Linked DNA regions of Ovis aries: region 1 is linked to region 2. The links are chromatin contacts, called in public Hi-C maps. All regions are on one chromosome and are shown on one strand. The core of a region is the stretch at or near the end of the contact, and the rest is flanking DNA. Distances in the headings are between cores, read along the strand shown.

Region 1 (5,291 bases), core at 1,529-4,028, 110 kb after region 2:
TTGAACACATAAGTATGAAATGAAATTCATTTTAATCATGGTTAGGATTCTGAGATCATCTGTAATAAGGTATTTTACCATAATGTAACAGAGGTCCCATACATCAAAATCGCTCTCTTCACACTGGGAGTTCTGAGCATATTAAACTAGCTTACAAAGTAACTGATGGAATCAGAAGATATTGAACTTTTATTTTCTTCAGCTGAACTATAGGCCTTTTGTGGAAAGCTATTAAACAGACAGTCTTTCTGTTACAGATACTGCTGCTGTTGCTGCTAAGTTGCTTGAGTCTGGTCCGACTCTGTGCGACCCCATAGAGGGCAGCCCACCAGGCTCCTCTGTCCCTGGGATTCTCCAGGCAAGAATACTGGAGTGGGTTGCCATTTCCTTCTCTGTTACAGATACTAGATGCTTTAATTTTTGAAAATTCATATATTCTAGTATCATATGAATTTTCAAAGCTTAAAGCCTTACTTATAGAATGTTTTTCTCATCTGACTATTAATTGGCCAGCTGCTAAAGAAACTGGCCACAGAGTACAACTGGGACTTTATTGATTTATATTTAGACATCACTATTTTCCCAAAGAATCTAAAGTACTTTGTCCAAACAAATAAATAACTCAAAAATGACAGCATCTCAGGGACTTTTGATACGGTAAAAAAAAAAAAAAAAAAAACACCTCCTTACACATTTGTTTAAAAAGGGGGGGAGGGGTGCTCTTTTTCAAGACACAACCAAAATGTGGTAAAAACTGTTTAACTATCTCTCTCCAGAAGAAAAAAAGGACTGCGTCCGTTTCTTAAGGAAGTAAAAACGTACTGTTTGGTAACAGGCACCTCGATTTCGTAAACTCTAGAGAAATTATATTAGAAAAGACATTTTTCGCCTCTTCTAAGACACTGATTTTTAAATCACCCAAGTGGGTATTGATTCTGTTTCCAATTAGTGTGTAAAAGACGGCAAAAAGGGAAAAAAAGAAGCAGCAGCAGCCTTTCCGCTCAACATCTAAACGCAGGTTCGTATTTTGCTGACAATCTGACAACGTCTAGTAACTTCTCCCTAAACCGGGCTCTGAAACATCTTCCCACATCGGAGACCTGCAGGTGTTACTGTGACGAAGGTGTAACCATCAAGGGGCTAAGGTACAGGACTCGACCAAGACCCAGGGTGAGTGCGGGGGCCTTTAGGAACCCAACCCTCTCCCGCGTACACTCACACACACACCTGCACGCACTCACACACTCGACCAAGGCCGGGCATGCCGTCTCTCCAGTCACACCCCAAGACGTCGGGATCCTGCCAGGACCTGCGCTGCTCCCCGCATCGTCCTAGCTCCTCCGCCGTCTCGAAGCCACTCAGCCTCCCTCTCTCGTCCTCGTTCCTGCGGGTCACCTGCTCCCGCTGCCCCATCCGCACCCAAAAGCCAGCTCCCGGACTCGGGGTCCGAGGAGCGGGACCAGCTGCGCTCAAGTGCGCCACGTGGAGGGCGCGCGCCAGCAGCGGGGCCCGAGCCTGTCCTTAACGTGGGGTACCGGCGCCCGCTGCCCCGCCACTCCCCCCGGGTGTGTCGGACCCTCCCCGGGGCCTCGGAGCCGCGCGGTCTTGCCTGATTGGGGTCTGCAGCGCGGAAAACGTGGCAGGCCATCTGCGACTCCGGGTCGTCGGGCTGCGCCTTGATCAGGTAAGCAAAGTAGGTGAGGTCCTGGCTGTTGTGGATGAAGCGCGAGATGTGCTGCGCCTTGTGCTCGAAGATGAACACGGCCGGGTTGGGCTGCGCCGCCGTCGGGCCGGAGCCCCCAGTGGCCCCGACGCCCGGCGCGGGGACGCAGCGCAGGAAGGGCGCGCTGAGCACCAGCAGCACCTCGCGGGCCGCCGGCGCCCCGCAGCCGCCCGCCTCGGGCTTCTGGCTGCGCCGGCGGATCTCGGCCATGAGCCAGGGCAGCATGGGTAGCGTGGTCCTGCGGTCCAGGCACGACCCCCCTACGTACCACAGCCGGAACCTTTTGTCGTTCGGCTTCCCGGGGCCAGGCTGCGCCGGGGCGCCAGGCTCGGGCTCCAGGGGGTGCGGGAACGGCTCATCCTGAAAGCAGCTGGGGGGCTCCATAACTCACTCCTCCCGAGGAGGGCACGGAGGCGGGGGGAGAGGCCCGCCGCGCCCCCCAGCCCCCCAGTTCTCGCGTTGAAGGCGCCGCCGAAACTGTGCCAACTGCTGCGCCGGGCCGTGCGCCCTACTCGGCGAGACCCCGAACTCCGCGCCCTAGCGGCCCTGCCCCATGCGGCACTTCTCCGGGCGCGGCTCCCGGGCTTTGGCGGCGGGCACCCGGGCAGCGCCGGGCAGCAGGACTGGCTGAAGAGGGCGAGTTAAATCGCCATCCTCCTTCCTCGGGCTCGCGCGCGGGGTCAGACCTCCCGGTTCCTCGTCCGCGGCTCCGCGGGGTCCGAGGGCCCTCGCCGCCCTCTCCGGCGCTGCAGAGCCGCTGCGGCCGCCGCTGGCCGCAGGCGGGCACGGGGAGGCTGGGCGGGGAACCGGCTGTGGGCGGGCGGGAGGGGGTGACTTGGGGCGGAGCTGATTCCTACCAGGGTGACCGGCTGTCACCTGGAAGGTCGGGGCCCCCGGGCTTCGGCGCGATCTGTCCTCCTGGAGAGCCTGCGAGAACTATTTCGGTGGAAAATAACAAAAACGAAACGTGGCCTCGCCGGGGCCGCTCCTCCTCCGGTCGCTGCAGCCCAGCTCGCTGCTCCTCCTCCTACTGTTCCCGTCCCTCCCTCGCTTCTTCCTTCCTTCCAGGCTGGCTGCTTCTTTAATCGGGCTGCCACCCCGCCTCCGGACGGGCGGGCGGGCGGAGAGCGTCGTCTCTGAAAGCTTATCTGAGAAGTCACCTCTTTGCCTCTTTTTCCGGCCGCGGTCCCCGACCGCTCCTCCAACCCGCCCCTCGGGCAGCAGTTCTGCTCCCCAGCGCCGGCCCTGCCCCTACCAACTCGTCCTCTCTCGGGTCGCCGAGATCTTCGTCTTCTTTTGGGCGTCTCTGCTGCCCCCTGGAGAGGGGACCATTCTCAATGGGACCCTAAGACTTTTTTTTTCCTTCAAGTAATCATATTTGCTTGGTTTCAATTCCTTCTAAAGTCTACATGATTTCTGATTATTTCCTAATAATCTCAAAAAAACACTCATGTTTTAAATCACGAAATTATGATGATTTTTTTTTCCGTTTCAAAAGAAATTTATTTATGATTCTTTTATTAACACACAGGGGCTTTGGTCATCTGAACAAAGAATATTTTTTTTTAAAGGAAGGTTTTTTAGGTCTTTGTTTTTCAAAGGAAATGAACACTTGTTACACCTTTGATTTTGACCTCAAGCCCTAATCAGATCTACTACCCTGGTGACCTAGAAGGAACTTTGTTGGCTCTGATACGCTTTCCCCTTTCTTAAGGCTCTTGGTAGATTCTCTCTTTGATGCTATTCTCTTAACGTCTCTATTGTGTTGAGAATATTACATAAGTAAAGTGTACTCCATCATTCCCTGTTCAAACTGCTTTGTCCTTTAGGGTCAGCGTTGCCTTAGTCACTCAGTTGCATCCGACTCTTCCCAAACCCAACAGTAGCCCGCCTGGTTCCTCTATCCATGGGGATTCTTCAGGCAAGAAGAATGAAGTGGGTTGCTATGTCCTCCTCCAGGGAATCTTCCCAACCCAGGGATCGAATGTAGGTCTCCTGTATTGTAGGCAGATTCTTTACTGCCTGAGCCACCAAGGAAGGAGCTAAGAGAGGGTTATTGTAAGATTATATCTTTGCTGCCTCCTCAACCTACTTCCCCTCACTCAAAATGCTTAAATATTATTACCCCATATCTGTTTGGAATGGGTTGTCTAAATAAACACACGTGACAGGTTATACAGTGTGCACAAGACAATATGCCACAAAACATTGCTCTCTTCCTTTCTCTCACAGAGGTATTCAAGTTCCAAACTATATTCCCTCCATGTTCCATGTCCATCTGTCTTTTGGTTTTTTCCAGTCTTATCCAAAGCAGTCTCGTTCCTACATTCTTCACCCACTACCTCCACGTAGTGCCTTCCACTGCACCTCTGAAGTTGGAAGATTGTGATCCCAAGTCTTCAAAATTCCAGAAAACAATCTGGTCACATGGTAACAGCAAAATACAAGGCCTTGCCCAACATTTCAAAACACTGCAAACTTACAAAAATAAACTAGAAAAAGTTTTGATTAAGTCCTATTTCCCTTGTGAGAGCATTTTCCAAACAAAAGTTATTTTTTATGAACCAAACACATTTGACAATCTACACCCATATCAAGGTCACCAATCACTGACCCTAGGGGAGACTGTGCTTGTGTTTAGTCGCTCAGTCCTGACCAACTCTTTGGGACCCAGTGGACTGTAGCCTGCCAGGCTCCTCTGTCCATGGAATTTTCCAGGCAAGAATACTGGGGTGGGTTACTCCAGGGGATCTTTCCAACCCAAGGAGGGAACCCAGGTCTCCCACATTGTGGGTGAATTCTTTACCATCTCAGCCACCAGGGGAGCCCAGGGGAGACTGTTACATGAGTGAAAGAAAAATACGTATAAAAACAGAATAGAGAAAATGAGGAGCTGTTTCAGTTTCCTCCAGGTGTCAACCCATTCTTACTAACTGAGTGCAGTCCAACAGCTGTAAACGTCAACCCTCCTTCAGGACAATTTGCTTTTCTCTACCTGCCAGACCCGCTCCACCAACATTCCCTTGGCCTTCTCCTCTCACTTCTGGCACAGCCCACGCTCTCATCACCTTCCCCACTAGGATGCTGAAGGTGATTCAAGACTTTCTCCTCCGAGGTCTCCCCTAACATTTTTATCTGGATGAGTGTATTGTCCATCCAGTGGCTCAGATGGTAAAGAATATGCAGGATACCTGGGTTCAATCCCTGGAGAAGGAAATGGCAACCCACTCCAGTACTCTTGAGAATCCTGTGGACAGAGGAGCCTGGTGGGCTACAGTCCATGGGATTGCAAAGAGTTGGACGTGACTGAGCCACTAACATGCACACTTTATTGTTCATCTTGCAGCTTCCCAGGGGGCTCAGACAGTAAAGAATCTGCCTGCAATGCAGGAGACCCAGGTTTGATCCACCAGAGCTTGGTTCTGGTCTTCAGATATGCTCTCACATGCTTTCAGGTGAAAGCCGTGACATCCTCCAGCAGCCTGTTGATGACAAAGCAGAAAATGCTCCGAATCTTCCTATAGGGCCAGCACTGCCACTTCCACCCATGCTTCTACCTAGCCCATGT
Region 2 (5,043 bases), core at 525-3,024:
ATGTCAAATACGCATTATGAAAAGATACTCCACAGCATATGTCATCAGAGAAATACAAATGAAAACAAGATACCACTACACACCTAATAGAATGGCCAAAATCTGGAACACTAACAACACCAAATGCTATGAGGATATGGAGCAAAAGGAACTTTCCATACACTGGTGGTGGGAGTGAAAAATGGTTCACTCACTTTGGAAGAGAGTTTGGTGATTTCTTGCAAAACGAAACATACTTTTTTAAAAAATAATTTTACTTATTTATTGGCTGCCCTGGGTCTTTGTTGCTGTGCAGGCTTTTCTCTAGCTGCAGCAAGCAGGGACTAATCTTTAGTTGCAAAGTGCTGGCTTCTCTTGTTGTGGAGCACAGGCTCCAGGCAGGGTGCGGACTTCAGTAGCTGCAGGTCCTCAGCTCTAGAGAACAGGCTCGATAATTGTGGCATGTGAGCTTAGTTGCTCCAGGGCATGTTGTATCTTCATGAACCAGGGATCGAACCCATGTCTCCTGCATTGGCTGGCAGATTCTTTACCAGTGAGCCATCAGGGAAATCCAATATATTGGGTTTCTTTTTACAAGACTACTCTTACTATACAATCCAGCAACCTTGCTCCTTGGTATTTAGGAATTGAAAACTTATACCAACACAAAAACTGGCACACTGATGTTTTAAGTAGGTGTATTCAAAATTACCAGAACTTGGAAGCAACCAAGATGTCCTTAAGTAGGTGAATGAATAAATTAAACTGTCGTACATTCAGACATTGAAATGTTATTCAGGGCTAAAAAGAAATGAGCCATCAGGCTATGAAAAGACATGGAAGAAATTTAAAAGCATATTACTAAGTGAAAGAAGCCAATCTGAAAAGGCTACCTGTTGCATGATTTCAATTATATGATGCTTTAGAAAAGGCAAAGACTATGGGGGCAATACAAAGTTTCAATGGTTGCAGGAATGGAGATAGTGGAGACAAAGCACAGAGAGTTTTACAACAGTGAAAATACTTTGTGTGAGACCGTAATGGTGGGTGTATGTCATTATAAATGTGTCGAAACCTGAAATGTACAACACCAAGAGTGAGGCCTAAGGTAAACTGGGGACTTGGGGGACTATGATGTATCAGTGTAGGCACAAACGGACAGTTCTGATAAGTGATGCTGACAGGGAGGAGCCTATGAATGTGGTGAGGCAGGGGCGTACAGGAATCTCTGGACCTTACATTGCAAATCTTTAAATTGCCCTAAAGAAATAAAATCTGTTTTCAAAAAGTACACAGTTCAACATCATTTGTATTTACTACAATAAACACTAGAGGGAGCTTTCCCTCACGAACTAGTTTACCTAAGCCAAAAACAAAGGAAAAAATTTTAAGTTTTTTATAATACTGGAAAATACCACTGTTTATGAAATACCATTTATTACCACTGCTCTCATTTTAGTCTTAAAATATTAACCACTGGCTAGTAAATTAACTGGAATTTTAACTGATTAGATATATTAATAAGTTAATAAACTGAAAAAATTAGAGTATGTCAATATCAACCCTTCAAAACATTTAATCTGTTAGATATTTTCAAACAGGACATAATAAACCTAATAAAAAAGATATGTCTTGGTTCTTTATCGTAACATATGAAAGTATAGTCATCTAAACAAAACGCTAAAGCTGGACACTTGATAAGTGGTTTTAACTTATGAAACGTCTGAACTCTTGAGAAGAGAGCTTTTCTGAGCAATGCTGGGTTGTGAAACAGAACGAACTCTGGAAAAGAGGCCAGAGACAAGAGGTTAAACCCAGAGGGACCTGGACGGGACCAGCTCCAGCTGAGATTAAACGATAAAGCTGTAATGTTATCAAAAAGCAAAAAGTGTCATGAGTTTCTCAGAAACCTATTTTTGTCCTGGCCTTCCTTATTACTTCAGATATTTATACCCCACAGCAGTGATGAATGAGCATCTTGCGAAGGAGAATAATCCAACATTCTTGAACTTGTGTTCAGAGGCATCAGTGACTTGTAGACCTTATCATTAACCCCTAAATGTGCGAATTTCTTCCTTACACAAAGAAGAAAAAGTCCTAGACACCTGCTATTCAAGCACAAAAAGGAAAATGTATGTTTGCTACTCTCCAAAATTAGGCTGGAAGGACAGGCAATCACAAGCACGCAGGGGACCTCCCTGGTGGCCCAGTGGCTAAAGTTCCACATTCCCCATACAGAGGGCCCAGGTTCTATCCCTGGTCAGGGAACTATGATCCTACATGCTGCAACTGAGTTCACAGACAGCAACTAAGCCTGTGCACAGTGAGGAAGACCCAGCACAGTCAAAAACAACAAGCAACCAGATGCTGGATCTCTGATCTGACTTGTCCTCTCTGTGGATGAAAGGAAAAGCATGTCTCCACATAGCAACTGTCTCTCCGCGTAGCAACTGTACATCTTGGAACGCTCCCTTTGCTCTCCAACCCTCCCAGTGGAGGCAAACTCCTGAAAACAGAGCGTCATTAGGCACTCTTTCTCTCGGAGAAATGAAAAATTAGTACAATAAAATCTTGCATCAAGACTTGCCTTTGGGACAGTCATTCCTTCTTTCTCTGTTAAGGACATGGTGATTGTACCTAGAAAAGTGTTGTACCAGAAAAAAAATTTTTTTCAGAGCTGATACAAGCTGTTTAAAGATACGCTTCTTTGTTCAGTAAATATCAAAGATCTCCCCCTTGCCCTTCTTTGTGTGATCTGCCTAAACGATACCAAAGGAAACCATATAATGATTGCTGTTGTTCTGCCGCTAAGTCATGCCCAACTTTTGGTGACTCCATGGACTGCAGCAAGCCAGGCTTCCCTGTCCTTCACTGTCTCCCCAAGTTTGCTCAAATTCATGTAATGATTAAGGGGATGCAAACCACTCCAGCATCCTGCCATCTTTGATTGCAGAAAACAATGAAAAGCTTGAGTCTTTCAGACCTAGAGAAGGAACACTTTCTGACTATGCACCTTACAGGCATCTGACTTAAAATCAGATTAACAAATATAGTACTCCCCAAACATAACCGTTTACCTTTGAGGTCTCTGAAATGTCACCAGATTACTTGAAACCACGTGGATGAGTGCACTGTGACATGATTAGCCTTTACCCAGCAGAAGCACAGTCCTACCCACCCCTGGACATGACCTGTGGACAGATATCTCCTCTCCCCTTCAGAACTCAATCACATGACACTGTTACCTTTCAATTAATTGATCTTTCATAAATTTGTTACGATTTCAAGTAAACATTGGTAACTCAAAGCCTCTACCCCCAAAATTATTTTCACTTACCAGATTTCATGTATGTAAAACATTTAACTGGTAAATTGTAATTCTTTGAAGGAAACCCTCATTTGAGAATTCTAAATAGAAGGTTTGGCACTGAAATATTCTTCATGTGATAATAGTCTTAATTTTTTTAATATCCCAAATGCATTTTCATATCTATTTCAAAAAGATTAATACTTACAGCAATGCTTCGTGGCTGACATTATAATCAACTTGACTGCAGATAAAAGAAATGAAAGAAATCTGTTTGGTGGCAACTAATAATTAGCTTGTATACTGTGATAATTGGCCAGAATTATTTTTCATCAAAATTTTCCATGGGATCTACCTTGCAAAAATTCACAACTTCAAAGTCAGAAAGCAAACTCAAAGCAAACTAGCAGTCCTCATACTATTAGTCCTCATTTTTCATACATGTGATGGCTTTCAAGAAAAAGATGATTCTTATCATTTATCAGCTGAAATAGGCACTGTTTTATCTAAATAGCACCCACCTCAATTTAGAACAAATGGTTCTAGTGGATGCTGTCAATGTTTGCACCCTTCCCGAGCCCAATCTCCAAACCCCCCACAAAGCAGACCACAGTGAAGAGCATTTAATCTCAGTGGATCCAGTGACAGATATAGGGTTGGGCACGTGACCCAAGTCAGGTCAATCTGAGTAACTCCCTAGTATTTCTCAAACAGGAGGTGAGATATTCATACAACTGTTTTCCATGTGAGTTCTTGAGCTGTTGAGGAAGTTAGTCTGGTAAAACAGGTGGCCATATCACTTCACTGGAGAAAATTAGTCTAGAGTAACACAAAATGCCAACATCCGCTGGATTATGGAAAAAGAGAGTTCCAGAAAAACATCTATTTCTGCTTTATTGACTATGCCAAAGCCTTTGACTGTGTGGATCACAATAAACTGTGGAAAATTCTGAAAGAGATGGGGATACCAGATCACCTGACCTGCCTCTTGAGAAACCTATATGCAGGTCAGGAAGCAACAGTTAGAACTGGACATGGAACAACAGACTGGTTCCAAATAGGAAAAGGAGTACGTCAAGGCTGTATATTGTCACCCTTATTGAACTTATATGCAGAGTACATCATGAGAAACGCTGGGCTGGAAGAAGCACAAGCTAGAATCAAGTTTGCCAGAAGAAATAGCAATAACCTCAGATATGCAGATGACACCACCCTTATGGCAGAAAGTGAAGAGGAACTAAAAAGCCTCTTGATGAAAGTGAAAGAGGAGAGTGAAAAAGTTGGCTTAAAGCTCAACATTCAGAAAACGAAGATCGTGGCATCTGGTCCCATCACTTCATGGGAAATAGATGGGGAAACAGTGGAAACAGTGTCAGACTTTATTTTTGGGGGCTCCAAAATCACTGCAGATAGTGATTTCAGCCTGAAATTAAAAGACACTTACTCCTTGGAAGAAAAGTTATGACCAACCTAGACAACATATTGAAAAGCAGAAACATTACTTTGCCAACAAAGGTCCATCTAGTCAAGGCTATGGTTTTTCCTGTGGTCATGTATGGATGTGAGACTTGGACTGTAAAGAAGGCTGAGTGCCGAAGAATTGATGCTTTTGAACTGTGGTGTTGGAGAAGACTCTTGAGAGTCCCTTGGACTGCAAGGAGATCTAACCAGTCCATTCTGAAGGAGATCAGCCCTGGGATTTCTTTTGGAAGGAATGATGCTAAAGCTGAAACTCCAGTACTTTGGCCACCTCATGA

The links. Hi-C and Micro-C count contacts between places; a contact is called where the count stands out from the background.
Region 1: a contact with region 2 is called in a Hi-C map of tail adipose tissue, with 6 times the contacts expected there. The contact joins the promoter of TBC1D4 here to the enhancer-like site in region 2. A contact is called at or near these places in 7 of 16 Hi-C or Micro-C datasets (hypothalamus, mesenteric adipose tissue, muscle and 3 more).

The regions. Positions count from the first base shown.
Region 1 is chr10:51,134,161-51,139,451 of ARS-UI_Ramb_v3.0, forward strand. TBC1D4 (TBC1 domain family member 4) reads right to left here and starts at 2,779. Exons shown (of 19, transcript XM_027973696.3): 1 at 1,610-2,779. The coding sequence starts at 2,107.
Region 2 is chr10:51,026,432-51,031,474 of ARS-UI_Ramb_v3.0, forward strand. The region is part of intron 1 of TBC1D4 (TBC1 domain family member 4); the gene reads right to left. Among named protein-coding and RNA genes, the nearest start is that of TRNAC-GCA, 55 kb to the right of the region's middle. Within about 2 kb of position 1,775, at least 7 of the 54 cell types and tissues checked have an H3K27ac peak or open chromatin away from gene starts, as enhancers often do. A contact at or near this core is called in tail adipose tissue, where this site is marked.